6 separate regions of the Mus musculus genome follow, and all the other regions are linked to region 2. Evidence: chromatin contacts called from public Hi-C, HiChIP or PLAC-seq and promoter capture Hi-C data. All regions are on one chromosome and are shown on one strand. Each heading gives the region's core, a stretch centred on a gene start, on an enhancer-like site or on the middle of the called end of the contact. The rest is flanking DNA. Distances are from core to core; before and after follow the strand shown.

What was found. Promoter capture Hi-C pulls out the DNA fragments that hold promoters and counts their contacts. Hi-C and Micro-C count contacts between places; a contact is called where the count stands out from the background. HiChIP or PLAC-seq counts read pairs in DNA pulled down with a chosen protein or histone mark.
Region 1: a contact with region 2 is called in a Hi-C map of muscle stem cells, with 3 times the contacts expected there. The contact joins the enhancer-like site here to the promoter of 2310015A10Rik in region 2. A contact is called at or near these places in 4 of 39 promoter capture datasets (the 3T3-L1 cell line, the C10 cell line, the SN4741 cell line and 1 more), 2 of 15 datasets of contacts at CTCF or cohesin (embryonic stem cells and large pre-B cells), 28 of 484 Hi-C or Micro-C datasets (the 3T3-L1 cell line, the Ba/F3 cell line, the C2C12 cell line and 12 more), 16 of 115 datasets of contacts at active chromatin or transcription factors (acute myeloid leukemia, bone marrow-derived macrophages, embryonic stem cells and 7 more) and 3 of 9 other capture datasets (adipose tissue, embryonic stem cells and liver).
Region 3: an H3K27ac HiChIP or PLAC-seq map of heart atrium shows a contact between it and region 2, with 6 read pairs. The contact joins the enhancer-like site here to the promoter of 2310015A10Rik in region 2. A contact is called at or near these places in 2 of 39 promoter capture datasets (the 3T3-L1 cell line and hippocampal neurons), 1 of 15 datasets of contacts at CTCF or cohesin (large pre-B cells), 13 of 484 Hi-C or Micro-C datasets (CD8 T cells, bone marrow-derived macrophages, colorectal tumor organoids and 4 more), 11 of 115 datasets of contacts at active chromatin or transcription factors (bone marrow-derived macrophages, cardiomyocytes, embryonic forebrain and 7 more) and 3 of 9 other capture datasets (adipose tissue, embryonic stem cells and liver).
Region 4: an H3K4me3 HiChIP or PLAC-seq map of craniofacial prominence shows a contact between it and region 2, with 4 times the contacts expected there. The contact joins the enhancer-like site here to the promoter of 2310015A10Rik in region 2. A contact is called at or near these places in 6 of 39 promoter capture datasets (the 3T3-L1 cell line, the C10 cell line, the SN4741 cell line and 3 more), 2 of 15 datasets of contacts at CTCF or cohesin (the NIH/3T3 cell line and pro-B cells), 5 of 484 Hi-C or Micro-C datasets (the AML12 cell line, CD4 T cells, bone marrow-derived macrophages and 1 more), 10 of 115 datasets of contacts at active chromatin or transcription factors (VIP interneurons, bone marrow-derived macrophages, craniofacial prominence and 7 more) and 2 of 9 other capture datasets (adipose tissue and embryonic stem cells).
Region 5: a promoter capture Hi-C map of pre-B cells shows a contact between it and region 2, with 5 times the contacts expected there. The contact joins the promoter of Dcaf5 here to the promoter of 2310015A10Rik in region 2. A contact is called at or near these places in 4 of 39 promoter capture datasets (embryonic stem cells, liver, neutrophils and 1 more) and 4 of 115 datasets of contacts at active chromatin or transcription factors (craniofacial prominence, forebrain, pancreatic cancer cells and 1 more).
Region 6: a contact with region 2 is called in an H3K4me3 HiChIP or PLAC-seq map of bone marrow-derived macrophages, with 10 times the contacts expected there. The contact joins the enhancer-like site here to the promoter of 2310015A10Rik in region 2. A contact is called at or near these places in 5 of 39 promoter capture datasets (the C10 cell line, embryonic stem cells, hippocampal neurons and 2 more), 3 of 15 datasets of contacts at CTCF or cohesin (the NIH/3T3 cell line and pro-B cells), 28 of 484 Hi-C or Micro-C datasets (B cells, the C10 cell line, CD4 T cells and 17 more), 28 of 115 datasets of contacts at active chromatin or transcription factors (CD8 T cells, Th17 cells, acute myeloid leukemia and 21 more) and 2 of 9 other capture datasets (adipose tissue and liver).

The regions. Positions count from the first base shown.
Region 1 is chr12:79,862,550-79,867,378 of GRCm38.p6, reverse strand. Gm36132 (a long non-coding RNA gene) reads left to right here. Exons shown (of 4, transcript XR_381728.4): 1 at 1-290; 2 at 402-497; 3 at 1,741-1,824. Among named protein-coding and RNA genes, the nearest start is that of Gm36132, 2.6 kb to the left of the region's middle. Within about 2 kb of position 2,823, at least 94 of the 459 cell types and tissues checked have an H3K27ac peak or open chromatin away from gene starts, as enhancers often do. A contact at or near this core is called in the C2C12 cell line, the G1E-ER4 cell line, the HL-1 cell line and 8 more, where this site is marked.
Region 2 is chr12:80,131,486-80,135,858 of GRCm38.p6, reverse strand. 2310015A10Rik (RIKEN cDNA 2310015A10 gene) reads left to right here and starts at 3,015. Exons shown (of 3, transcript NR_033514.1): 1 at 3,015-3,132; 2 at 3,900-4,045.
Region 3 is chr12:79,658,522-79,663,483 of GRCm38.p6, reverse strand. The region is part of intron 8 of Rad51b (RAD51 paralog B); the gene reads right to left. Among named protein-coding and RNA genes, the nearest start is that of Gm36048, 140 kb to the left of the region's middle. Within about 2 kb of position 2,048, at least 62 of the 459 cell types and tissues checked have an H3K27ac peak or open chromatin away from gene starts, as enhancers often do. A contact at or near this core is called in adipose tissue, colorectal tumor organoids, heart atrium and 1 more, where this site is marked.
Region 4 is chr12:79,705,811-79,710,794 of GRCm38.p6, reverse strand. The region is part of intron 8 of Rad51b (RAD51 paralog B); the gene reads right to left. Among named protein-coding and RNA genes, the nearest start is that of Gm36048, 91 kb to the left of the region's middle. Within about 2 kb of position 3,069, at least 41 of the 459 cell types and tissues checked have an H3K27ac peak or open chromatin away from gene starts, as enhancers often do. A contact at or near this core is called in craniofacial prominence and palatal mesenchyme, where this site is marked.
Region 5 is chr12:80,433,487-80,438,192 of GRCm38.p6, reverse strand. Dcaf5 (DDB1 and CUL4 associated factor 5) reads left to right here and starts at 1,592. Exons shown (of 9, transcript NM_177267.5): 1 at 1,592-2,008. The coding sequence starts at 1,795.
Region 6 is chr12:79,631,031-79,636,036 of GRCm38.p6, reverse strand. All of the region lies in intron 7 of Rad51b (RAD51 paralog B), which reads right to left. Among named protein-coding and RNA genes, the nearest start is that of Gm36048, 170 kb to the left of the region's middle. Within about 2 kb of position 2,341, at least 55 of the 459 cell types and tissues checked have an H3K27ac peak or open chromatin away from gene starts, as enhancers often do. A contact at or near this core is called in B cells, adipose tissue, bone marrow-derived macrophages and 6 more, where this site is marked.

The sequences.
Region 1 (4,829 bases), core at 1,574-4,073, 270 kb after region 2:
ATACCCAGCTAAACTAGCATTTTAAAAAGCAGGTTAAAAACAGAAGCAATTTTAGAAATTTTTTTTTAAAAGTTTTTTTAAAAAACCAGTCTTGAATATTCACAAAACAGATCACTAGAATCTGGGTAATAAGAAGAAAAACAAGTCTCAAGGCAAGGTACAGAAAATAAGAAATTATTGTAGGTTCCAAAATCTATTACAAGCACTTCTGACTACAAACACAAAGCTGAAGTTTAAAATGAAGATTGGGAAAATCTGAAAGGAGAGATAATGCTCATTGGGTGGTGTAGGTAAGTGTGCTTGCCTTGTTTACCAAAAATCCTTCAATTCCAAAAGCATTTATAGTTAACTTACATTTTGTCACACTAAGTACAGAATTTGTCTCTGATGTTTCCTCCCAGATGCCCACCATGCCTCCCACCTGTCCCTGACTGGTCTAGGTATTCTCAGTCATAGGGATTTTAACAGACTGGCCAGGAACTCTCATAAGAAACCAGGTAAAACTTTTATTTATTTTGTTTATTCTTTTTGATTTACATCCAATTTTCAAAGTGTACTTGAGACAGTTTACAATAAAATACATATGTACAATAAGTTGGTTGAATAAGAAAGAGAAATTTAAATCATAGAGAACGAAAAGGAAAATAGTTATGCCAGAAACCTGAGCTAATTGCTATTGTAATTGAGCATTAAATTTGTTCAAGGTTTTCTGGCAGCTAACAGAAAAAAAAAGAGGAAATACAAAGGGTAACTTGATGGCTGCAATTTGCCCTTAACTTCTTTAGCAGGCTACAGGGCTAGAGAGCACTCCATTCTGGGGAGCTAAAGTGGGAGCCAGTCTGCGCAGGTCCGCTACAGTGTGTCCCGTCCACATCCCATCTTTCCTTTTTCCTAACTGTAGCAGCAGGTGGAACAGCTTTGGTTTGAAACCTGACTAGAGCCAGGACTCTCAGATTAAAGACTTAAAAAAAAAAATTAGGGGTAGTGATTCAGACAGTATAGCAGTTGAAACGCATACTGTCCTCTCCGAGAACCCAAGTTTGGTTCCCAGTACCCGAAGCAGGCAGCTCACGTTTGCCTGTGACTCCAGCTCTAGAGGATCTTACACCATTTGCTAGCCTCTGCAAGCACCTGCACTCACATGCACACAGTCCCACACGGCCACACATAGTTGAAAATCAAATAAAATCTGAAGAAAATGTTTTTGAAATGTTCATGTATAACAACATGTATTTGGGGCTGGGGCAATGTCTCAGTCTGTAAAATGAATGCTTACTGTGCTAGCATGAGAACCTGAGTTCATATCCCCAGGGCCCATTTAACTGCCAGGTGTGGTAGTATCTACCTGTAACCTCAGCATGGATGGAACAGAGCCAGGCAGATCCTGGAGCTGTTCGGCCACCTAGTCCAGCCAAATAGAAAGCTGGGTTCAGTAAGAAACTGTCTCAAAAAGTAAGATATCAAGAGAGGAAGACATCATCCTCTGCCTCCATGCATGTAAATCCATACTCATCCCTACATGCACACACACATGTACATGACCACACATAAACACAGACTAGTACATTTGAAACACCTCCTTATTGAGGATTTGGAAAATATAGAAAAGTATAAAGGAGAAAAGATAAGTTATCTGACAATCCCATTTGAAAACAATTGTGATGAATTATTAATAAGTTAACTTCCGTTTTTAACGTAAACTTATATTGGCTCGTTTCTTGCTATTTTCTCTCTATCTAGATGATTCTATAAGCTTGTGCTCTTTGACTCGAGTCGTTTTTACGGTAAAACCAGCCAGCCACTGCCCATAGATGGCTCCGTGAGGTAACTGCCTAGCTTCATAAAAAGTCTGTGTCTTTTCCAACAGGCGAAAGGAGGCCTTCCCTGGGTGCAGAGTTATGTAATTTGTCTAAATCACACAGCACTAAAGGAAGAGCAAACCCACAAATTTGGGTGTGTCTGTGGAGCACATTCACTTCAGCAGATGTTCAGTTGCTCAGAGACACAGACAGCTCCCTCCTGCCGCCTGTGACCCCTGGGAACAGGAGTGTCCGATGGTGGCTGAGCCTGGCCACGGGCCCCAGCCAACCAGTACAGAGAAGGAAGGAGCTCACTATGCCCCGGCTCTTCTCTCCTTCCGCCCTTCTCCACATGCAAGAGGCCAAGAAACTAAACTGCCTAGACTGCAGGTTAGCTTGTAGATACCAGTGGGTTTTTTGAGTTGATGAAATAATTTAATCCAAACCTTCCTTTTCCATGGGGATCAAATTACGAGAAGGTCACAAAACCCGGTTCTGTTGTTCTCAGTCCCGACAGTGCCAGAGAGGGTGTCAAATTTTGTTGTTGTTGCTCATACTGTGGTTTATAGTTGGAACTGTGTGCAGTCACGGCTTTCTTCTCTCCTGGGCACTCTGATTCGTACTGAAACATCTCTCGTGTACAAGTCATGACTGGAGTATCCTGAGCAGCTCTCAGAAGAGCCACTTCCTTGGGCAGATCCAGGCCACAAAGTTGCTGGGGAACATTGGTTGCCACCCTCTAAACGGACAAGCCTTTTGTGAACAGTCCAAAACCAGCAAATGACCCAGGAGTTAGGGCCACCCTGGGATGAAAGTAGGAGGGTCTTTTTCCCCTGTCCTTTATTCCCTTGGGGGACCCTATGAGCTAAGCCGCAGGAGTCCAATAGTCTTAGTGCCACGGACTCTTGGTTGGCCCCGCAGAGATTGATCCAAGATGAAAGTTTGCCGAGCGAGCCAGGCACTCTGCCGCAGTTGGGGTAAGTCAAGCTGGTGTGCCAGTGGGTGAGTCAGCGACCGAAATGCCCTCTCTTCATTGCATAACTCTAAACACAGGCTTTGCCTTCCCGATAATCACTCTCCTGGCGGTGGCACAGCAGGGCTTATTTCCTGAAGACATGCGTGGGAAAAAAAAGTTTTCCAGGCAGACTTAGACACTCAGGCTTCCATGCTGTAAGGAACAGTACTTCCTTCCTCTCCAGCGCTGGTGATATGACTCACAGCAAAACGTGAAGATGACTTTCCTGATGCACCAAATGGCAGCTGGCTGTAGCGACTCAGGCTTGTGGTCCCCAGCACTCCGGAGGATGAGGCGGGAGACCCATGACATTGAGTCTAGGGCTACATATCTGGACCCTGTCTCAAAACAAACTGATAAACCAGCAGACAAATATCAAGAATGAAGAACTTGAGCAATAAGAGGAAACGCATCAAGTGCTAGACACGTGGTACATCCTTCTCTCTACCTAGCTATAATGACCCTCATATTCTGCCCGTTATACAGGTAAGAAAACTGAGGCCTGAGGTTAAATGATATTCTTTCTCTTTCAGTACTCAGAACTGAACCTTGGACCTCATGCTTGCTAGGCACTGAGCTATATCCCCAGTCCTAAATGATGTTCCCAATGTTACAGAGCTTGTAAGAGTCTGAGCCAAAGCTCCAGGAATTCTATTTTCTTTTCCTTTTTCTTTTATTTTATGTATATGAGTACCTTATTGTATATGTATATTTTATTTTATGTATATGAGTGTTTTGCCTGCATTTATGCATATGTACCACGTGCTGGCTGGTGCCCTTGGAGGTCAGAAGGTGGTGCTGGATCCCCTAGACCTGGAGTTATAGTTGTAATCCACCCTGTGGGTGCTGGGAATTGAACTGGAGTCCTCTGCAAGAGCAATAAAGTGTTCTCATCCACTGAGCCATCTCTCCAGCCCCACGTTCTAGTTTCTTAACAGCTTGAAAGTGACAGAAGTGATGGGATTGAGAGAAATCACAAATCCAAAGTATTTTCCATCAGATGGCTTGTCAGACCCAAGGAAGGCTCCTCTTAGAGACGAATGCCTGCCATGCCACACTTCAGCCTTGCTGACTCCGTAGAAACCATGGCTGGCTTCCAGGAAGGGGAGAAATTTGTCCCTGCTCCTGTGTCCAACACTGTTTGGTATTTGGATGAATATGAACAGCTAGTTATGATGCCATTGGGGGTGGGGATTACACTGCAGAGAGGCCTCAACATGCCGTCCAGACAGGGAACATGACTCACCAAGAAGAGACCCCAGGTGGGGAAGCTCTGGGTGGCTGGATTGCTCATAATCTGGTGAGACTAGGCAAAAAAAAAAAAAAAAAAAAAAAAAAAAAAAAAAAAAAAAAGGCCACAAGGACCTCCAGGAAAACACTGTGGTAATTATCATGGCTGCAAGTCCCCAAGTCAGGGGACCTGCCAGAGGCTGTCCCAGGGCCCTAGACTAGAGATCTATGATATTATAAAATAGTTTCCCACTGCTGCTCTAGTGAGTTTCCATACAGTGCCTTACGGCAATGCAGATTTGTTATTTTATACTTCTGGAGATCAAAAGGTGGGTATGGGGCTATAATAAAGCCACTGTCAGAGCCTCACTTCTTTCTAGGGATTCAGGAAGCAAAGTCCGTTGTCTTGCCTTGATCTGAGTATGAAAGTCATCCACAGCCCATGGCTCATGGCTCTTCTGCTCTCAAGCTAGCAACGGCTCATGAGTCATTCTTATACTGTGTGATTCTCTTCTGCGGTTAATGAAGCACTTATGCCACCCTGGATCATCTTTGTATTCTCAAGTCAACCAGCTTGAATCTTAATGCCGTCTCCCACCTTGATTCTTTCTCATCATATGACATATGGATTAGGGTGGTGACATCATTGGGCAACCATTACTCTGCCTAGCACAGGCCTCAAGTGAAAAAGCCAAGACTCCCTTGTCTTAGGGACTCATCACTGTGAAGAGACCGTATGACTAAGACAACTCTTATAAAGGACAACATTTAATTGGGGCTGGCTT
Region 2 (4,373 bases), core at 1,766-4,265:
ACCTCTGTCATAAACAAGGCAAGGCCCTCATTTGCCTGCCTCTCCGCCCCCACCCTTCCTCACCTAAGGGAGCCTCAGTTATAAATATGGGGGTCACACCTTATACTCATATTCAGCACCTTTCATCTGGGGTGCTCCTGCAGGCTGAGAGGCTAATTAACCTTCTCCCTGGGTAGGGTGAGTAAGAGCTGCCGTCCCAGCCTGGGAGCGGCCTAGCACACATGGGGCTGGCCTTCCTGGGGAGAAAGAAATAGGGTGAGCTGACATCTCCGGCCGCCTACCTCTCCATACTCTTTGTCATGGGACTTCCGCACACAGATCCCCATTCTCTGGCTCATAATGAAGGCCATTTATTGAGTGCTTACTATATGCCTAGGGCTTGCTAAACTTCCACCTATTAAATGTTAACCACATGTGCTGAGCACCAGGGCGGTTGTGAAATTGCACTCGTGGCTCCCATGATGGGGCTTGACTCCCGGCTTGCCAGAGGCCAGTACTTCCACACATGACCTCATGAGAAGCCCTTAGTGCCTGGCACCGAGTCAGCACCCGAGAAGTGATCATTATTAATCTTCAGAATCTTCCGACGAGGCAGAATGCTGTGCTCTCCCCATTTCCCAGATGAGGCAACTGAGGCTCAGAGAGATTAAGTTACTTGCTGCTGGAGATAACCCAGAACTGGTTTTGAATTGGAAAGTGACTTACTTTGTTTCTTTGTTGTTGTTGTTGTTCTTATGTGTTCCTCTCCCTGGCTCAATGGGCCTGGAATCCATGGACTCCCCCCCCCCCGCCCCCCAAGACATAACACTGGAGTGGTATGGGGGCCCTAGATAAACTTTCCTGTCTTCTTTATCCCAGACTGAGTGCTGGGAGGCTGAGCTTAGTTATCCTGATTCCCCCATTCTTCTGATGAAGAAAGGGTTATGCAGGGTGCAGGGACCAATAGAGAATGTTCTCCACAGAAGCCTGAGCAGTAGACAGGCAGAGGCTGTCTGTCCCATCCTCATCTTCAGCTTGGCATGGGCACCCTACAGGCAACAAGCATCCTGACAACAACATTTGTGGTTGCTGTGTGCTAACCCGGCCAACCCTAGAGTCATTAGGGAGGGGAATAAATAGGAGGGGTGAGAACCGAGACTCAGGGAAAGATAGCGTGTCCCCCTATCTGCTCTCCAAAGTGCTTGGAGCGGCAGGGCAAAGCTAGCATGAGCTTGCACGCATCCTTTGAGGTCCTCCTCACATGTTGGAATTGTGACATCAGCCCCAAGCATACAACAGGCCCTTAACAATGTTCACAGAAGAAATTGGCCCCAGACAAAACATGAACTGCATGGGTGGGAAGATGGCACGCTGTCTTCTTACAACTGCCCAACGCATCTGGTTATATCAAATATGATTCTCCCTCAGGCTTCAAGGAAGGGCTGAAACAAATCGGACTCAGTCAGTGAGAAGCCCAGGAGTACCTGGCTAGGGTTCCTAAAGGTGAGGTAGCATTCTGGGTGTGGCTAAGATCTTGGGTCCCAGGGTCTCTTCTTAAGAGGGAGGTCCTGGGTACCAGATGTCTGGACCTTGCCCATTGGTCTCTCTTCTGTTCCCATAGCTTTGTCCTTCAGCCTTTGGATGGGTGGCAATGCTCTGGTCCCCTCTGCTCACCACACCCAGCGCTTTCTTGGGTTCTCTCCAGGACCTTCCTGCTCCCTTCTTCTAGACCCCTCTTTAGAATTTCCACAGAAAGGCCTTTTGTGACAGCTTCCACACAGCCCAGTATAAATCACACATGCTCCTTGATTCGCAGTGAAGCCCTGTCCCAACAATCCCTTCAATGAACTGAAAAGGCCAGGTAGCGTGGAGAGTACACCTGCTTCCGTAACGTACCAGACGTCACCACTGTGCCATGCAGTACACTATAGACCACTGTCTGCTTCCCACTCACGACTGTAGGAACTTCCCGCAGAAGAATACTGTGTTTATTGCTAGTCCGGGGGAAAACCCAGAATTAAAAATTCAACTGTGGTTTCTACTGAATGTATATTATTTATGTTTCACCTTACAGGTGAAATTATGATAAACTGGGGACTGTTTGTAGTTCCCTATTTATGTCTTCTTTCAGTGCCTTAATATTTTCCTCTATAAGAACATGGAAACTTTTCCAAACTGGGCCTGGTGAGATGGTTCAGTTTGGTGAAGGTGATTCACAGGCCTGATGATCTGAGTTTGGTTAGAATCTACAGAATCCACATGTTAGAAGGAGGGAATCCAGTCTTGAAAACTGCCCTGATTTAAATAACTATATAAAATATATACACACATATACATATATGCATATATATTTTATAAGTGAATTAAAACTTTTTCAAGGGGCTGGAGAGACGGATAAGCAGTAAAGGTCATTGGCTACTCTTCCAGAAAACCCAGGTTCAATTCCCAGCACTCACGTGCTTACAACCTTACAAGCTTACAGCCATCTGTAATTCCAGTTCAGGGGATTTAAAAAGTCCTCTTCTGGCCTCAAAGTGCACTGCAGGCACACGGTACATAGAAATACATATAGGCAAACAGCCGTACACTTAAGATTTAAAACTTTCTCAAGTGTCATCTTAGATTTGTGAAATTATCCCGCTAAGTGCCATATGGTTGAGAGCTCCATCAGGGTCCTCTGTGCTCTGTCTGCATACTGTATACTGGAGTGGATGATAGAACCCTGGCCTAAGTAAGTGGGCTGAGCTGGTAGATTCAGGACCAGCGGCCAACAGCAGCAACATTCACCCTGGAATGCCATAAAATACAAACTCTGAGTTGGAGTCCGACCAACAGATGGGAAGACGCCTAGGGAAGTGTGGTGTACGCTTTTGAGAACCCTGTAGAAAGGGTCTCAGTGCCCGGTGGTCCAGGGCAGTTAGGATGGCCCCGCGTGTGCCATTCGGCACACTGGCCAGTGGAGGGCAGTGTTGCCACGCCCATCGAACGACCTCGGCTGCTTGAGCGGCGTGAAAGGCCGGCTGGGGAAGACCGGCGGGGCGGCCGCAGTCTGCTCGCCCGGGCGACAGACGCTCCGAGATGCCGAAGGGCCAGCAGCGGCCCCGAAGCTCCGGGCTGGCCGCGCTGTCGCTCTGCCGCGCCCCGGTCTCGAAGGTTCGCGAGGCTCCAGGGCGCAGGGGAGGAGGCTCGCTCGGGCCGGCCGGGGCAGCCTGCCAGAGAGGGCGGCGGAACCTTGACCGCGGCCCCGGAGGCAAAGGGCAGCCTCCGCGTGATGCCTCGGCGAGCAAAACAAGCCGGCCATCTTGGCGCCCTTAACCAGCTCCTGGCCGCTCCGGGCGCGGCCAGGGGTCCGGCCACCGAGCCCCGCGGCGGGCCTGGGATTTGGAAACCGTAATGCCATGGGCGTGGGGAGGAATTTCTAAGAACGGGAAGAAAACTCGAGGCCCTGGCACGTTCCCTGGGGTGTTTGGAAATGCCATCAGTTAGCCATTAGTAGGCAGGGCCAGCGCTTCGGTCAGTGATTGGATTTGTCCCAGTCGCCTCCTAGTTCTTTTTGCCCTATATTCAAAGAGCTTAAAAGTCATGGGTGGTTGAAGTAGGTCAGAGTGATCACCAGGCTGTTGTTGCCTGGCAGCCCAGTGGCAGGGTCCGAGACAAGGTGGTATTCCAGTAGATGCCCTCGGGCCGTACCAACCCAGGGTCAAGGACTAGCTGCTCCAGTGCTATATGTGATCAGCTCATTTCCAGTTTCTCAATCATTCTGATGTCATCCGAGGGACAGAAGACCCCACGGCTCCTCCTCTTTGCCTAGTTTACACATCGGGGTTGTTCTAGCATTTGTAGTTTTCAGGTTCTAGAATATTCTTTTCCTCTGTCAGCCCCCACTAAGAAGCTTTCTTGATTTCCCCCTTTGTTTCCAGTGAAGGTGCCTCTTCCTGGCTAGCCCACCTACATGCTGTCATCACTGGGCTTCTGCAACTCTCAGTCTTTGTGGCTGCACCCTTCCCTTCTGAATCCTGAGGACCCATGAGTGTCAGGCCCATCATGAAATTGGTCGTCTTACTGGGTACGTAGGTCATGCAGGAACGGGTCCTTGCAAGAGGACTACCAAGCGACTGAATAGGTTTTAATCTGGATTGGGGCCTAGGAGTTATTCACAGGTGTTTTGAACCTTCAGCACAGGAGTATGTATAATGGTGTTTCCTTAAGCCCTGTAATGGAATCCTTTTGTGTGTTTACTGAAAGTTATTCTGAGTAGAACTGTCAGGGTGTGTGCGGTAGGAACCAAAACCATAGGTGTGAACCAGACTGAGAAGATGGGCCCTCAGAGCCCCCTCTGTGCAATTCTGTATGGCTTGGGCTATGGGCAAAGGGAAGACAATCAGGCTGGCAGG
Region 3 (4,962 bases), core at 799-3,298, 470 kb after region 2:
AATAAAGCTGAAAGTACACACAATTTAAGCAGAAACACCAGTGTTTTTTATCGGAAATGAAAGAGAGCATTGATCACAGCAACTGTCTGAGATTAGCAGGGAGCCGCATTTTCAAACATCCTGCAGTAAATTCAGAGCAGAGCCAGCTGGAAAGCAAGAGTGGAAATAAAACGAGAGAATTCATACCACGCTTTGAAGTCTGCTTCTTTCACAACCACGAGTCCCCGATTCGCCCCAACCATTCGGAGCTGCTTTTGCTTGCTAAATTTATTTTAAAAGACACACAAGCCACACACACTTGCATATAATCTTTCAAATGGACTCCAGCTTTTTGCAAGGGTGGCTTGTTAGGGAATTTGAATCCCAAAATACTTTCTCTTGCAAATGAAATCAGCCATCAATTCCCTTGACTGCCACAGGAATAGAAAGGCTTCCAGCACTAAAACTAAAATCCACTCCTGGTTCTGGTAAGGAGCACATTTTACTTCTTCTTTTGTTCTATCTTTGACCCTTCCATGCACTTTCAAGTTTTACTTTCCATGTGCTGTAGTCAACCAAAGACTACTAACAGAGATAAGAAGATACCAACGCACCAGATGTCGGAACACTGGGTGGCAGCCCGGTAATGTCTTCCATCCCATGAAACGACTTGGGACTCCTCAAGTGGGCCTGACATGTCACCATATTGAAAATTAACTGCTACCCTCCCAAACCATCAGAAGAGAGCAAGTTAAAGGTGCGAGTTGAGCAGAGCTCCAATCTTGCTACTACACAACAATGTCACCTACCAACCATGCCCCAGTGTATGGGGACTTGGGTCAGTTCTGCTCAAATCCTAGGTCAGAATAGGATAGGCATTTATGGGCAGCTAGGTCATTAGACCCCTTCCCTAATGACCAATACGAGGAAAGAGAGTCCCTGTGACTGAGGCCCAGCAACCCAGGGTCTCTTCTGAGTTGCCGCAAGGAAGAACTACAAGAGCTAAGAATCAGAAGAGTTGCAATAACTGTTGAATGATTTCTGATAGTATGTATATCAGGATTTTCACCATTAAAACAATTATCTGGAAAAGTTGCTTTGAATGACACTACCTACTCAGGTCTAGAATTATGGAAAACATAAAACAATAAATATTGTTATTTTTTTTAAACTTGGTCTCATTTGTGAAATGATGGGCTGGACAAATAGAACAACCATGAAGTCTTTTCCAGCCCTGATATTATTGTAAGACAGTAGGGGGTCTAAAGAGCAACCAACTGGTGGGATTTTAACTCTACTGTACAGAGTCAGGCAAATGACCTCATTGTTGAGGCTGCTCTAGTTAGCAAAGACACTTTGGCAGGCTTGACACACACCCCTCTTTCTATATTGCTTCTTTCTTATTCCGTATTCATTTCTGGGGCTGTCTGTCCCTTATTCTCTTTGTGTCTCTTCCATATGAACATATAGCCAATCAGAAGTGTATGCAACCCAGAGAGAGTGAGAAACACCCTGGGCTGGGATGACTTTGCATGGACCCTGAATGTTCTATTTTCTTGAATCAATGAGGGTAGTTCATGAAAGGCAGGCTGCAAAAACGCCAAGTAACTGAATGTGTCCTCTTATTCCTTCCTAAGACACAAGCTGTGTAGGGCAGGAATCGGTTGGGAAAGGCGTCGGCCTATGGAGTCCACTCCTTCCTTCTTTGGCCATCCCACCTCAGAGCTGTTAAGTCAACACTGGAATGAAACTGCAATGCAGGGACTCATATTGGGGACCCAAACTGTGAACACTAGGTGTGCTTAATCCAGACAACAACCCAGGCACAAATTGAATAAGGCAGAGGCAGCAATGCCAAAACAAAGAACTCTCAACTCTACAAACACTGGGAGGGCAACAGCTGGTCAGCTGAGATTAAAGGAGCACAGAGTGCCTCCCATCTCCTGACTTCTCCTCCCCCATAGCCATCCTTGTAGCCAGCCAGGACTTACTTTTATAGCCCTGTGCAGATGACCTTGTTCCAGCTAAGATAGGGGCTCCTTTGATCTCAGCAGGGGATGCTCTGGGCTTGCAGCTGGCAGATATTAATAGCACAGGATCAGCTTGGGCAGAAGAGACGGCTCAGTTGGACCAGGTCACTTGTATTCCCTTCTCTGCAGCAGAGCAGAAGGGACTTCATTTCCCGGATCAACCCCTGCTGGGTGCTTCTCTCAGGTCAACCCAGATCATTTTATTGCTGGCTGCTCTTGGCTGCATGCTCTCACCCCACAACTGTTTTCAAGTGAACACTGTTTAAGCAAGGGCCTCTGTTCTGCAGCTGAAATCCATTACAGGTTTACTCTGTGAAACAGAAGAGCCACCCGTGGCTGGGTGCTGCCCATCTGCAGACCCACCTCACCCTGTCAGGACTGAAAAAGACTCAAGCAATCGCTCACTTCTTCAAACTAACATCAGGCAGAAGAAGAAACTGAGGTCCAAAGTGATGAAAAGACTTGCCCATCGTCATTAGTTAGCGCATAGGCAAAGGTGACCAAATAAAGGACTGAAACCACAAGCATTTTGTGCCATGTATTTCTCCTCTCTCTCTCTCATAGGAACTTAGGGACCATTGCAATATATTTGATCAGGAATGAATGTTCTAAGAAATGACCCCCACCTCTTTGTCTGAAGTTCTCGGGACGGAATGTTGTTGTTTCAAGAGTATTAGGCAAGTGTTTTCCCCAGCCAAAATCTGTTCATTTTAACTTACTGGTAAATGACCCCATTTTAGACTTTGGTTAAAACACTCCCACATCCTCTTTACCTATTTAGCTATACAAGCAAAATACCTTAAAAAACAAAACAAACAAACAAACAAACAAAACCCCAACTGCTTCAATCGCCATTAGGGCTTCATAGTCAGGAACAGCTAGTTACCTAAGGATGAGCTAGGAACTTCCTTTGCTGCTATCATTTTCCTGTTGCCATTACACTAGAGTCCAAAGCCATTTCTTCCCCTGCCATTTCATTCCACTTTGCTTAATATAAAGCAGGATTCTGGGAACTTGTTTCCAAATAAAGAAGAAAGATAATCTTCCAATTTCCTCAGAGCTGAACAAGTGTGTGTGTGCATGTATGGTATGTGAGTGTGCTTGTGTGTAGTGTATATATGGTATATGTATATTTTGTGTGTGGGTATGATGTGTGCAGGTATGGTTTATGAGTGTGTTTGTGTATTGTGTGTATATGGTATATGTATAAGGTATGTATCTGTGTGTCATGTGTGCATGTATTGTTCCTGAATGTGTTTGTGTGTAGTGTGTATATAGTATATGTATATGGGGTATGTATGTGTGTGTGTAATATGTGCATGTATTGTTTGTGAGTGTGTTTGTATATAGTGTGTATATGATATATATGTTTTGAGTGTGTGTGATGTGTGCATGTATGGTTTGTTGAGTGTGTTTGTATGTAGTGCATATATTGTTTGCGTGATGTGTGCATGTATAGTATTTGAATGTGTTTGTGTATATTGTATATATGGTGCATATGGTATGTGTGTGTATATGTAGTCATAATGATTTTTAATGACATACATAGGCAGAGTACTGGTCACTATCTTCTGTGGTATTCACTTAATATCTACTTACTGCTCACAGTATGCCTATAACCTTTGTTGGTCACTGACATAAAGCATGAACACAAAAAGAATACAGCATAGTGTGTGTCTCTGAGAATCCGGGAGTTTAAAGCTTGTTATATATTTCAGTGGTAAAGGCCTTGCCATTATAACATGCATGTAGTCCTAAATTTAATCTCTAGCAGCAGAAAGAAATATCTACCAAGTTAATCTTCTTAGAGCATTTTTTTGTTTGTTTGTTTGTTTTTTGTTTTTCGAGACAGGGTTTCTCTGTCTGTCCTGGAACTCACTCTGTAGACCAGGCTGGCCTCGAACACAGAAATCCGCCTGCCTCTGCCTCCCGAGTGCTGGGATTAAAGGCGTGCGCCACCATTTCTTTACATATCTGAGAAGGTAGAGAAGGCATAGAGGGAGAAGAGAGCAGGACCAGGAGTATGGGTCAGGAGACTCTCTCTATGCAAGAGGCAGTCATTGAGCCTGAAGTCCTTGGGAAGAGGGGAAGGGGACAAAGAGAAACGCTGCTCTAGAGTGAGGGAAGGGCATGAGAAGATTGCATACTTGACACGGATGCTTCATTCAAGGACTTAGTAGGTTGACTAGCAAGGAGAGAGCTGACCCGGAATGGTTAAGAAAGATTAGCCTTGTTTAGTGGGGTTCTAGGAACTGGTCCACTCAGAAGAAAGATACGGGTGTCTTTGCATTTGCTGAACCCCATGTTGTATAGCATGGTTGTTACAATAAACCCAAAATCCCTGAATATTTTCAAATCGGCACACTTCTTTTAGCACATCCTCAGAAAGACAACCCTCAGCGAGCTGAGTAGGAGGGAAACACCCTGGAAGGAAGCCAAAGAGTAGAATGGAAACAGAAGGTCCTACAGGGTTTATTAAAATGAGCCAATTATGAGTTTTAATAAATCACTTGATCACAACACAAATCACAAAGAAAATGAAGAGACTTGTGAAGAATATATTTGGAAAGAAAGCTGAAACTGATTTGATGAGAGAAGTTGAAGGAGAGGTGAATTTCAGCTTGTTCAAGTCTCAGCTCAGGTGGCAGGAGGGTGACAGAGCACTGAGTGAGGGAGGAAGGGACACAGCCCTTCACAGCGTTCACAAATACATCATTAGCTTTCACTCCAAAGACAACACCAAGAAGCAGACATGTGGGGCTTCCAGGCTGAGACTAAAGTGGTCCAGGAAGCCTACCTGGCCAGGCAGTCAGGAGCCTTGCCAGGCCTGAAAGTCCCCTGTCTTCCATCATGACCAATTTTTAGAAAGTAGAAAGGGAAGATGTGCTAGAAGGACTGTGTGCTTCCCATAGCGCCGTGCCCCAAATTCAACTGCAACTAGAAGAGCCTAGAA
Region 4 (4,984 bases), core at 1,820-4,319, 430 kb after region 2:
TCCCGAAGACTAAGTTCTCAGCACAAAGGAGATTTATTTGCCCCAGAGGGACAAAGGGCAGAGAATAAGAGACAAAGACAGGAGATAGAGGACAAGGGAGAAGGGAGAGGGAAGAAAGGACAGGGGCAGGGGTACCTGAAAGGGGAGGAAGGAGGGAAAACACAGACAACAAGCTCTTCACTAAGCCCATTGTGGTCCCATCTTAGTCACAAGAGTTCATTTAGGGGCTGGAGAGATGGCTCAGAGGCTAAGAGCACCGACTGCTCTTCCGAAGGTCCTGAGTTCAAATCCCAGCAACCACATGGTGGCTCACAACCATCCATAACAAGATCTGATGCCCTCTTCTGGAGTGTCTGAAGACAGCTACAGTGTACTTACATATAATAAAATTACTTACATCTTTAAATGTAATTACTTACATCTAAAAAAAAAAAGTTCATTTTACCAGAATCCTTGTTTAAGAGCCAGAAGCACACGTGGTGAGCTAGTCTCTTCTTTTTCCATTTTATCTAAAGCAGGAGCTTTCTATGCAGGCCAGGCTGGACTCAGACTTAAGTGATATGTAAATTCTTATAATAGGACATCATCTACGTATAACACCATAAGCAGTAAAAACCATAGCTCCCCCCCCCCCTTTTTTTCTCCTTTTTGAGATTATGATATAGTTCATGTTCCTAATATTGCTTTTTGTAATCTCATGGTCAGGAAAGTTCTGCACTGCTTTAGCTTTATTTATTTATTTATTTATTTATTTATTTATTTATTTATTTAGTTTGTTTTGTGGAAATGGTGATAGGGGAGGAACATGCACATGCACGAATGCACGAGTGTGTGTGTGTGTGTGTGTGTGTGTGTGTGTGTGTGTGTGTGTGTGCACTGTATTATCCTCACAGGAGCTTTATATAGTATTTATATACTATTTAAGTACAGGCCCCAGAGACCTGGGGCTCCTCCATTAACTAATTCTGTCAGGAGTTCAGTTGCTATTTACTTTATCTCTTCTCATGGATCAGTAGTCCCCTGCAGGGAAATGACTCTCAAATGCCCAGACCTCTTTACCCTCTTCACTATACCATCCCCAAAGTACTGCAGACATCTCCGAGGCTAAGGCAATAATCAGCCTATGAATTCACTTCCTGAACTTCTCCTCAGTCCTCCCATCCCCCAGTTTGGAACAAAGGGCCCTGAATATACTAGGCAAGTGCTCTACAGTTGAGATACAATCCAAGCCCATGACTACTGTCTCTTTAACGTCACCCACATCACCTCGGTGCAAATAGTATCACTCACCTGTACACTCACATCTGCTTCCCGGGGCACTCCCTCACTTACCTGTCTAATCCCTTCTCTATGCTACAACAGTATCTTTCCAACAAGAAAATCTCATCTCCTAATCTCTTTTGTTGCTTGAAGCAGGTCAACAGTTTTCATTTGCTTTCGAGTGAAGACAAAAACTCCATTGTAGGCTGCCCCTGACTCCGGCCTATGTGTGCAGACCACATGTCGTCACTTTCTTACAGTCTCTTACACACAGTATACATGACAACTTTCCTCCATGAAATGCTCTCACCAATGGCTACTCCCTTCCTTAGCCAAGGCCTGTAAAGTGTGTCTGACTTTCTTGCAGAAGCTCTCAGTTCCCTCAGTGCAGCCATCTCCTTTGAGGTAGAGACAAGGGTTCTTTGACTCATGTTTATTCTTCCTTCAGACTCTATGCTTTGTGGAGGTAGAGACCATGTCTGTCTGGTTCACCTCAGGCACTCATGAATTGATCAAGAGAAGACCTAAGGATGAGGGAGGAACAGGAGCTGAAGTTTCTACTGTTTCTGCTTGCGTCCCCTGAGTGTAGCAGATTCTTTCCCTCATGAGTTAAAATGCTATTCCCACTCCAAATGCCACTACTTCATGTCTCTCCTCCCTTTCTGATATCCTTTGGGTCTGGTCTAGATCAGGGTGGCTTAAACCACACAGTTGCCCTACAGCAAGGTCCAATCCATCTCCATACCCCATTGCCAGCTAGAACACCAACACAAAGGAAGGCCTAAGACAGCGCCTTCCCTCAGTTATTGTAAAACTGAATTTAGCAGAGCTATGGGGTAGGAATCCTTTTCTAGAGCTGGAGGCCAATACACTGCTTGGGAACACCACTGCTCTGTCACCCCACCCATGACTTCCCTGAAGCCGTGCCAGATCTTCTGGTAGGCTCTTCTGTAAACAAAGTCAGACTGATGCAGTTTCTATTCTGGATCATCTTGGTATGCGAAGCAGAGAGCAGTAATAAGCTGTAGCCTTCAGGGTAAGCAACAGAGCAAGCGTGCTCAGTGGGTTTGATGGATGGGAATGGAGGGAGTCCGACTATACCAGGGCAGCCGCCACCTCCCCTTCACTAAATCAGGGCAACTGTCTATCTTCACTCTGCTCTGTTCACTTTAAACACCAGCTGAGAGAAACTTATTGTAGTTTATCCCTCTGTCTCATGGTTGCCACAATATAATTTTCAAATGAAATTTCTAAGTGCAGACCACACACGCTATTTCAGTAGACCTAACATTGATTTATGCTAAGACTTGGGGGAAGGGAGACATGCTGAAGAAAGATGCTTTGCCAGCAGTTTTCTGCTGCCAGCCGTTGCCTGCTCTGCCTTAGAAGAGCGCAGATGCAGATGGAGTTTAGGGTCTCCATTACTGTTGCCTTCGGCCATCTGACAGATCATCTCTGCTACACCAAGTGAGCATGAAGGTCAGAATCATGATTCCTAAGACAGTTGTGGTGATGGAATATGAATTAAAGAGAACCCTGCTTGCTCAGCCATCTATTCTGAGAACATCAGAATGCAATTTGTTGGACAGATTCTATAATCTGCAGATGAAGGCAGTTATAGGGCTCAAGTTTATCCAGCGTTAACAAGCCCTAATAGTCTAGTTCAGCTCAGACATAACAAACGGAAATGGCTTTAAATTATCCTTCCCTAGAGACATGATTTCATAAGAGAACTAACTCTATATGTGCACAGAGAGATTTCCAATGTAAACACGTGGTGGAAGCTAAAAGCTGCAGTCAGGCTTCAAGCCTGGATATGCCAATGGCAGGGTATTTTATTTCAAAGACACCGGTTTCCTCCCCACGCAACAGTGTGCAAGCTTTTTCTGCTGACTACACTTTGAACTGTGGAATACACACACACACTTGCATATATGTGTAACTTTATAGTTTTCTTTCTAGCTAGGATATTAATAGATTTCACTTAGCCTTTCCATGCATAAATTTGACTGGGCCACAGATGCTTAAGGGATAGGGTTCCTTGTGGGAAGCACGGGGCTCACTCATCACCCAGGCTGTCTGAAATGTAGACTAGTCTCTGAGGGTTTGGAAAACACAAGGTGAACCATTTGGCTTTTCTACATCCATGCAGGGTATCAAGCAGCTTCTTCAGAATGGGAAAACATAGAGAAAAGAGAATTCCCTTAGCTTCCACACAGGACAAAACAGCCTAGCTCATTTGGCGGGGGCAGAGGTCTTGGGGTGGAGGTGGGGACTGGCTAGCTTTAAACAGACTAAGAGCAAGGCTTTACAATGGCAACTATCCAGTGTCCATGCAATCTACGTGCTGAGGCTTGCCTCCTGTTTTTATATGGCCCACCAGCTAAGAATGGTTTTAGTGATTTTTTTCTTAATTTGAACAAGGACAATAGAAAACATATTTGTGACATGTGGGGACTACATGAGATTCAAGTTCCCAGCCTTCATATTTCACAGAAACATAGCCATGCTTAACTGTTCACAGTCCGTGGCAGGCTATAATGGCAGAAGAGAGGAACTGCTTCGAAGACCATCTAATATACACAGTCTCTAGTATTTATCAGGACCTTTACAGAAAGGTTTGTTGACCTCTCGGATCTCTACTGTGAGACAGAGGCATTCTTCAGTTCCTAGTTTTGCTTGCCCGTGTGCTTACGCATTACACGTAGGGGAGCTCGGCCAGTTAAACAGTCCTCGTGTTTATCCAGAATCCACACATACGGAACCTTTGTAGGTTTCCCCACAGGCCATCGAGTCATGCGCGACCTATTTACACCCAAGATCACAAAGAACCACAAGTGAGAAACTTTTGATTTTTACTAACAATTTCCTGAGCTTGAAAATCTTGCGATCCTAGTCCCAGCAGTCACCAGTTGCAATCTCTGATTTAGGCCATTGCCCTAGTTAACTCTGAAATATGTCTTCATTTTTGCTACTTGCTACTTGCTACTGTGGCGGGCTTTAAGATAATTTCCCGAGCTTTACGCTGTATTTTATACATTTAAATAACTGTACCATCAGAACCTGTCACAGGAGGTGTATGAGATGCAGCGACAGTAATAGCTATGGCTTGTGTTTCAGGAAGGTCTTCACTGTCTTTTCACTCTGCCTCCCAGAGTGTGGGTCTGCAATGGTCACTCGGTACTTGCTGATTTTAACAGCATTCCTCACTTCTGCCTTGCCCTGTCAATTTTCAGAGCCTGGGCTGGACACTGAGTGATTCATTTATCTCACCCACTCTCCAGAAAGGAACACAGGTCAGAGAAACGACAAGGATGAGGTTTCCTAAAGTTCTGAAGTCCCTTCTCAATCCACAGATATCCTCAGGCCTAGATTCCTATGTAGTCTTTCTGTGTATTACAGTAAAGACCAAAGAAGGAAGAAGCAACTGTTCTGTACCCTACAAGGAGTTGACGACGTCACGTCAATAGCTGAGAGCCTGCCACTGTTCATAAGCCTGCTTTTTACAGCCAGATTTCTGCAACGCTCAGGACCTCCAGTCACTGTGTGGGAAGAGCTGATCCAGTTCCTCGCAATTACAGGAGTAGAAAGAATGTCACTAACAAAAAGTACTAAATTATTCATCCATGCATATAAACAAGGGCTTTGTGAACATGTATAGAATATTGTAAATGTGTCAGGTGAAATGCTATAAGCTAAGGACAACAGAAACCACACAGTGTGG
Region 5 (4,706 bases), core at 343-2,842, 300 kb before region 2:
ATTTTTTTTTTAAGCATTACTCATTTTCTTTTTTTTTTTTTTTTTAAAGATTTATTTATTTATTTATTATATGTAAGTACACTGTAGCTGTCTTCAGACACACCAGAAGAGGGAGTCAGATCTTGTTACGGATGGTTGTGAGCCAACATGTGGTTGCTGGGATTTGAACTCAGGACCTTCGGAAGAACAGTCGGGTGCTCTTACCTGCTGAGCCATCTCACCAGCCCCTCATTTTCTTATTTAAGGGATAATATTCCATTTGAATTCTCATTTTTGGGTTTGGTGACCTTCTAATAAATTTAGAATGTTGTTATATGAACTTTTGAATTAACTACTTGCAAAAAAATAATTTTGCTTGACAGGTGAACCTCTTCCTCATTCCCCATCTTTATCTTAAGAATTTCTTTAGTTCATCTTTCACCTATGGTTGTATTTAACCACTCCTGTGCCATCTCTGGTCCTGAGATTGTAATTCGTGTTAAACTGAAAGGGCAAACCTGACACCTGCCTATTTCAGGTTAGTTAATTACCACTAATGATAGAGGATAGTTTCCTGGAAAAGCACTCCATTGAAAAGGGGACTTTCAACTTTACCTGGTAAAATTCCAGTGCACTTACCCAGTTTCCTCACTGAGGTCAACTCAACTGAGGACTCCTGCACTATTGAAAGGCAGCTACTTCTGGACTATACTGTGGCTGCTGGTTAACAGCTGTGCATCTCCAGGCCTCCATTCTCAAGACCTTTGGCCTCACCCCTACCAATGAAATAAGATACTGCTACGTTTCATAATGTTTCTTGTGGCTTGCAAATGCATCTGGAACCAATGGACAGAGGACCTTCTCAATTTGATTTTGGCAATTTTCTTCTCACTTTCTTTTGGGAGTGGGGGGTGGGGATTGTTAGTGCTAGAGATTGAACCCAGAACTTGAAGAATGCAAAAAGCATACGCTCTACTATATGGCTACTATATCAGCTCAATTCTCTTTTCACCTCTCCGCAACCCCCTAAACCCAAGTGTCCTATCAGCTTGAATAATTCTGCCTTTTTTTTTAAACCGATAGGCTGGGGGTGGTGGTGGGGGTGGTGGTGAGTGTCAATTAGAAAACTGAATTGGAGAATAGAAGGGTGTATCAACATTTTTGGAAAGGGCAGGTGCACCGATAAAACCCCACAGACAACCTCCTTCCAGACGTCCAGTCCAATCGTGGGTTCCCTCACTTGAACAGGGAACTGGGCGCCCCAGGAGGCAGCGAGCAGCGCTGGGCGAGCCGCTGTCCCTCCAGGGAAGGAGGGTGAGCCCGCAGGCCGGCTGCCACTCTGATTGTTACGCGTGTCCAACTTCAGAGTGCGGCGTGCCGGGGGTGCCCCGTCGCCGCCATCCTGAGCCAACCGTGGTTCGGCGCGGTCAGCGGCCGCTGCAAGCCGCCGCCCGCCATCTCCGGGCAGCCGTCCGCGGGGGAGGGGCAGCTGGCGCCCGCGTTCTCCGGCCCGGCGGCCGGCGGAAGAGCCCCGCACCGCGGAAGCGCGACCGCAGCTGGGGATCAGCTGCTGGAGGCGGCAGGGAGGCGGAGCCTAGGGGGGAAGGGGAGGGAGGGACGCGACCGTGAGGAAGCCGCGAACGCCGCCGACCGACCGTCTGCACACCTCGCTCCGTCTGCCATGGCTGGTTAAAGAAGCCTCCGGCTCGCTGCGCGCGGGGAGGGACGGGACGGGAGGGGAGCGGCGGCCCGGCGTGCGGCCGAGGGAGGGGCGGCGGCGCGAGCTGCAGCGGCGGTGGCGGCGGCGGTTCCAGCATGAAGAGGAGAGCTGGCCTGGGGGGCAGCATGAGGTCAGTGGTGGGCTTCTTGTCCCAGCGGGGCTTGCATGGGGACCCCCTGCTCACTCAGGACTTTCAGAGGAGACGCCTGCGGGGCTGCAGAAACCTCTACAAGAAGGACCTTCTCGGCCACTTCGGCTGTGTCAATGCCATTGAATTCTCCAACAATGGAGGCCAGTGGCTGGTCTCAGGTAAATCAACCCCCTTCCTTCCCCTCCCCGCGCCTCCCGCTCCCCTTCCAGCTGCCCCTTCCCCTTCCCCGCCACCCTCCTGCTGCCCTGCGTCCCCACCCCCGCCCTTCTCAACCCCTCTCCAGCGGTGGGAAGATTTGGTGTGAAATTAATACCATTGCAGGGGGAGGGAGGAAGGGAGGGGGGAGGGAAGGAAGAAGGGGAAGGAGAGGAGGATGTCTTCTATATATATAAAAAAAGACCTAAAATGGTTGACAGGTCTTTAATGTGCTTTATCCCAAGTGCAAAGTGGTCCCTCCAGATGCCTGCCCCACCAGTGTGGGTCGGGGAGGGGGACGAGGTTACGGTTTGACTAAGTTGGTTGGCAAACTCTTCCTCTGCGTAGTTTAAAAGGTGCGGGGGGCACTGGGGGGAGGGCTGGCCGGGGGGGGGGGGGAGACCAAGGCTCGCCAAAGGCCAGGCGAAGCTCGAGCCCCAGTCCTCGGTGTCATGGAGAAAAGGGGCCTCGGAGCCGGAGGCCGGCGGTGACAGAGCCGGACACCGTGGGGCCAGCGGGGTCGGGCGGGTGGTGACGGGTAGCAGAGAGGCGTCCCCTCCCCCTGGCTCTCTCAGGGCCCAATCCCATCTCCCAGCACGCAGTGGTAGCCTCTTCAGCGTCTTGTTTTTATTATGGTTCCGAGAGTGGCGAGGGCTCTAGCGACCTAGGGACACCAACCAGCCTGAACTTGGATGCGCTGTTCGGGAGGCAGGGCTTCAGGAGGACCCCCCGGGAGACCTACTGGCGGGAGGCGGGCTCCAGGACCCCCTTCACCCGCGCGGCTCCTGTTGCAGGGCTGCTCGCCTCCTCCCCCACCCGGTTCAGCTGGGCCTACTTGCCTCCAGGGTCTCCCCGCTGGGGTGGGGGAAAGTGGTGCAATCGAGGCCGGGGCTCCGGCCGGGCGGTGTAGGCCTTGCTCTCTCGGGGCTCCTAGCGACAGGCAGCTGAATCGATAGCCTATTGCTCCGGGGGGGGAGGCCGGACCCGAGCGGCGGCGGCGACGGTGGCAGCGGCGGCGCCTGCGTACGCCGCGGCAGGGTCGCTGGCTGCCCCCGCTCCTCCCCTGGGGTCGCGGCCCCGGGTGTGGGCGGGTGGGGCTGGGCTCTTGCCCGAGAAGGGGCGGCTCCCTGAAACCCGGCTGCGCTGTGAAGGGCCTAGACCAGATCGGGCGTTCCCGCTCGCCTCCTTCCTCGACCCTTTTTCCTATACTGGGAGGGTTGGGCGGGGGGGGGGGGGGGGGCAGCCCTGGACGTGGCGCTTAACTTCATCCAGGTGGATACCTGAATGGCTTTCTAATTTGCGTCAGTGGGCAGCTTTCCAGAAACTTCGGCGGTTATGGCAAAGCATCTGTCTTCGCAAGTATCAGGCGGAAGTGCCACCATGAGTATGGTCCAGTTTGTGGGTAGCAGAGATAAGAGGTCTGTGATTATTTCATGATAGACCGGAGATTTCTCTAGAACTGACCCCATCTTTTCACACCAGATTATTTTCCCCTTGCTTAAAGTTTGGACCCTAGATGACACCCCCTGACCCCAAGAAACCTGATATACTACTTCAAGGCAGGCCCTACATTAAAAAGCTTTTCTCCCACACACCATGGTGTAGAATTTTACCTAACAAAATTCAAGTGCAAAAATGGAGAGAAAGAACGCTTCTTTGAAGGCTGTCTCTGTGTTTGTAATACAACTCTCTCCTGAGATTAATGTATTAACCAATGAGCGGCTCTCCCAAACAGTCACTTTACCTAAGGAATGAGGGACTGTGAGGATACTCTTATAACGAACTAATTAATCATTACTAATCACACATTGGCCCAGCTTAACACATTTTAGACTTAAACTTGAAATATAATGCAAATACCATAAAGTTCTCCCATTTAAAGTTAAGGCATTTTACTCTTTTTCATTGTGTGTGTGTTTTTTTTGTTTTTTGTTTTTTTTGTTTTTGTTTTGTTTTGTTTTGTTTTTTGAGACAAGGTTTCTCTGTGTAGTTCTACTGGCCTTGATCTGCCTGCCTTTCTCTGCTGGGATGAAAGGTGTGCTCCCACACCACCCTGTACATTTTTCACTTACTCTTAGTCAGAAGGCAGAGAAGCAGAGGAGTAAGAAGAGTTAATACATTTTTAAAAGCCAGGGTTAGGGGCCTAGAGGTTAGGGTCAGGGGGTTAGGGGTCAGGGGTCAGGGGGGTTAGGGGGTTAGGGTTAGGCTCACTGAGATTGTGTATACTCCCAGCATTCTTCTGTACTCTTTCTCTTAGGATCTTTTGGTTTTGTTTTGGGGCAGGGTCTTGCTCTATAACTGGTGCCTCTATATCTTGGTTGAGCCCCATTATCTCTAGTGTTGGCCAGTTTCTTTCTTTTTAATTTCTGTTTGAGAATGAGTCTGTTGTAATTCAGGCAGGCCTGAGCTCAATATTCCACCCAGGATGACCTTGAACTGCTCACCCTGCTATCTCTACCTACCAAGTGGTGAGCTTATATTGCTTTATTTCTTTTTCCTATTAGGAGACAGGATCTCACCTTCTTCTCCCAGGCTGTTGTGGAACTCACACTGAGGTTCTGCCTGGCCCCAGGGGCCTCAGCCTCCAGAGTGCTGGGATTGTAGCTGTGAGTCATGCAGGCAGGATCTTCAGTGTGTGCTGTAGGAAAGGACTGGGCGCAT
Region 6 (5,006 bases), core at 1,092-3,591, 500 kb after region 2:
AGACTTCCTAACAGGCAGTCTCCTACTCCGGCACTTCCCTCACGTCAGGGTCCTCAGCACACTACCTCAAGCACCATTTCAATGGCCAGTTTGCCTCTGTCATTTCCTTATTAAGTGATGTAGAGATCCCTGTTTGATCACTTTCGGTGATCGTACCCATACTATCACACCTGTGTGACAGGTGAGGAAAAGTGAGCTTAAAAGTTTATAAAGATAAGACAACAAGAGAGTCGGAGCTTGGACTCAGTACCTGAATCCAGCCAGACCTATGAAACATGAAGACAACTTTCTTAACCAGAGTTACATTGCCTCTATCGCTTTTGATCTCCACCGTACATCTTCACTTTACAGATAAGAGAAGTGAATGTCAGAAAGGTTAAATCATTCTCTGAAGACACACAGCCACACTGGGATCCAGCCCAGGGCACAAGCTTTCCACTACTACTACACTACGTGACCATAGGTACACAAAGCCCTGACCATCTTGCAGCTAGAGCTGGGTGATCTGTGAGGGGCATCAGGGAAGGACTGTGGGAGGCTGCAGAGGTAAACTTTTCCTCCACACGGGAAAAGCACTTAACCTTCTGTTCCAGACTTTCTAATGAGGAAGAAATAGGACCCAACACTGAGTTTTGTTGCCTAGCTTCCCCTACCAATGGCCCTGGGTTTAGCCATTTTCCCCTTCTGGATCATAAGTGCATTTAAGGTCCAACGACACATCCGTGGAGCCTCTCTTAGATGGGCACACCACAAAGTAAGGGCCTTGAAGAAGCAGAAGCGTCTAGTTGGTGATTGAAGTACAGTGGTGAAACTTTATTGGCAAGGATATAATACAGTATTACTTGGTCTTTTAATACATGTCTACTTTGGCTTACCTGTCAAGCCCTGGGGAAAAGGTGAGTGATGCTGTTTCCGGGCTGCAGCTGTGCAGGACCAGACGCTTCCGATTAAGGGAACAAGTGAACCGAAAACCTTGATCCAAGACATGTGCTTCAGTCCTAGACCACACATTTCAGCATATGAGGAGGGGAGGGGAAGGAATAGGGATGGAGGGCAAGGTAAATGCCTTCAGATCTAATCCTCAATGAGTCCAGATGTGGTTGGGGATTAGACAAGCTTCTGGGTTAGGAGACTGCAATAGAGAACAGGTCAAACAAAGAATGGTCTGCCCTTGAAGAGTGGGTCCTCAATCAGCGTCTAGCAATAATAAGGAAACCAGGAGGAGGGCAGGAGAGTTTCAGATAGATTGGGGGTTCTGAATAAAGAAAGCACTGAACATGAAGAACGATGGGTGGCTGCTACCAAGAGAAGCCATTTAGGCTGAGTTCTGAGGGGCAGTCCTGAGTTTCCAGGGAATTCATGGTAGAATCCCAGCCAGGAAGATGAACGTAAGGATCCTGGGAGAAACAGGCTTGTGATCATCTCGGTACCCAAAGACCACGGTGCTGCAGGCTAGTGATCAAGGATCAGGGTCAATGAAACGGGTGGGGCAGAGTCAGCACCCTGGCTCCGATGACACTGACTTAGAGTTTGGTTTTAGGATGGTAAGAAACCAGGGATGGGTTTGAAGAGAACACTGGCACTATCTGAGTTATGTTTTAGAATATGTTTGGTCTGAAATATAAAGTCCTGCCCATAAAGGTACAGCTTTTGTGTCCTGTGTAACCTGCTTAAAATATTCATGAGTGTCTAATACTGAGTTTGAGAAAAATAAGAGGCTCCTAAGAGTTGAGAGAACTACAGAGAGCTCGGCGCTGAAGTCCGAGCAGCATAGTAGAGAACGGCCCACAAAGGTCTGATGGGACTGCACCTGCTCCAGATGGATCCTAATCGTGAGGATGGTACAGACAGAATACTGCCCTCTCTCTGGAAGTGCCCAAATAGAATCCAGATCATTCCAGGCCGGGTAATGGCCTAACTCTTTTAACGAGCAAGTACTTAACGCATCTCTACAGAGCAAGGATGGAAACGTGAATATTGCAAAAGTTAAAGATGCAATGGGCCTTTGACGATTGATGTGAAAGTTCTACACAGAAGATAAACCACAAGAAGGAAAATATCAACAGTGACACAAAGCTGCACATGTGCATGCGCATGCACACACACACACACACACACACACACACACACACAGCCCAACCAGGCTCTCCTGATTCCTGGCTCATCACCATCTTAAGTGAATATATGTCCAAAGCCAGTGCTTTAGGATTCTGATAGTGACGGGCTGTTTTTCAGATGCCTGCTGGAATTCTGTAGATCCTGCTATTATTACCCTAAGACAAAGGTTATCTATAAACAGCCACTTGGCAGAATCCACTTCAACAGAGTCAATCTCTTCCAACCACCACCAGTTTCGCTTCCCTGTGGGGAAGCTACAAAATGTACACAGGGGAAGTGAGAATGTCGTGCTGACGGCCAGTTCTTTTTTGAAAATGCACAATCCACACAATGATATCCATGGGTACACAGAGGCAAACGGCAGCAACAGTGTGTGTGTGTATACACAATCTATTACCTCAGTTTTTAAAAGTGAGATCTGAACCTTTTTGTAGGTTTGCCTATAAAATGTCAGAAATACCTCACAGACAAGGAAGATATAAGTGACCTGGTCTCTCTAGCTATTAGGAAATTCTTTCTCTTCTCTTCTCTTCTCTTCTCTTCTCTTCTCTTCTCTTCTCTTCTCTTCTCTTCTCTTCTCTTCTCTTCTCTTCTCTCCTTCCTTTCTTTCTTTCTTTCTTTCTTTCTTTCTTTCTTTCTTTCTTTCTTTCTTTCTTTCTTTCTTTCTTTTTCCCCCAAGGAAAACAAATAGAATTCTATCAGAAGCTTGGTTAGTCCCTCTGCTCCATTCCAATAAAAATGATAGGTAAGTCAATTGTTCAAACAGCAGTGACTTACACATCAGCTGACATACTATAGAGGAGCATCTTAACTGAAAAATTCAGATTTATCCAAAGAAAAATGGAAACCACAAAGCTGACAAGTTCAGTGGGTGCTTGAGCATGACATAAATCATTCGAGTATGACCAGCATGACAGAGTCAGAGCCAGAGCCATTGAGAACATTTTACATTATAGGTTATATCCAAAGTAAAGTAAGTGATCTGTGTTAACTGAGAAACACCAGCCAAGTGAATTGTTCATCTATATTGTCAGCTAGAGGCAGAAGACTGAATTCTGAACCCTTAAGCCAAATATTTCAAAATATAACTTCATCTCCATCCTTGAGGACCAGCCTTCAAGGATCTGTGTGGGCACGATGAGAGGATGGCAGCATCTCACTACAGGACTAAAGTCTGCAAGTACCACTCTTCTAAGTGAAACCAATATTTTCTAAATAGTTACTTGGACTGTACATAACTATTTCTCTTCTATGACTTCTTTGGATTTTTCATGATGGATTTATAAGATAGAAAAATAGATATCATCTCCACAGATGCATGAAAACAGTAAGGCTCAGAAGTTTCTGGAATTGTTCTAGCAGATGTAAGATCTGAATCTCAAATTTTGATGATGTTCAACTCTCATTATTTCGATCTTGTTGACCAAACTATAAATTAAAATGAAACCTTAGCAAAACAGTTGATCCATGTTTGCCCAGGGCCAAGGAGGGGGACGACCGACTACAGAGTTGCTCAGGGAAACGTGCTAGGTTATAGGATCTCTGTTAGGTATACATATTCTCCGAAATTCATTAAGCTATGCACTTTATTAGATGTAAATTGAATTTTAGGAAATGACATTAATCTGATCTTCAAGTTTTCCTTTCATAAATAAGAGAAATCACTCATCTCACTCTGTGTCTACTGCCTTGGCATAGGAGACCCATTCTTTCTTTGAATTTCCCACTGGCCACCATGCTCTCTCTGTCATAACCCTTCGTGTTAAATGTGACCACATTAAATTACATTCCTAGACTTGCATAGATTTTTTTTTCATACAATACTAAATGCTTTTGTCTTATTCAAGTTGCCTAAATTGAGGTATATCTCTAATATTTTTGGTTGCCATGGCGTTCCTCTTGTTAGGGGGACTATGGGGAACCAAATCAGCTGGATTGTTCATCCTTAGAATTCACAATCAAAAGAGTAAAACCAGCTGGGCGTGGTGGCATAAGCCTTTAATCCCAGCACTTGGGGGGCAGAGGCAAGTGGATTTCTGAGTTCGAAGCCAGCCTGGTCTACAGAGTGAGTTCCAGGACAGCCAGAGCTACACAGAGAAACCCTGCCTCAAAAAAACAAAAACAAACCAAAACAAACAAACAAACAAAAAAACCAAACCAAACCAACCAAACAAACAAAAAAGAGTAAAACTTTCCTCCAAAAAAGCAACATATTTTCTGAAAGCACAATATTCTCCTCCTTCGAAATGTATTTCCACCCATTGTATTTAAATAAAAGGCACTGAGAAGGGGTTCTGTGTCTCTGTAGTGACTTCCACAATTCACAGTACTACACAAAAAATGATGTCCTGACCCTTCTGATAAAATAACCTTTACAGCTCTTCAAAGCACTTTCTGAAATGTTCTCATATTTATTTCTGCCCTGAAGGAACAACATTATGGGGATGATATTGTATCAACCCTGTGGTACAGAGATCCCAGGTCAACAGAATATCTAACTTTTCAGAAGTTATTCAGCTCGCATGTGGGAGAATCCATTTTGTCATATACTCTGCCCTTTATTCATTTATAATACATTCTTATATTTGTTTCACTTAGACCCAAAATCAGTCTCCTTGCTAAAGAAATGTTGGATTTCAGAATATGAGAACATGAGTCCCTGAAACATGGTACCTTGTCATTGTGAGTATTTCAAGCTCTAGAAACTAACACATAAATGTATTCTCCTTCTTATTTATTTATTTAGGTTTTTCAAGACAGGGTTTCTCTGTGTAGCCCTGGCTGTCCTGGAACTCACTCTGTCGACCAGGCTGGCCTCGAACTCAGAAATCCCCCTGGCTCTGCCTCCCAAGTGCTGGGAATAAAGGTGTGTGCCACCACTGCCCAGC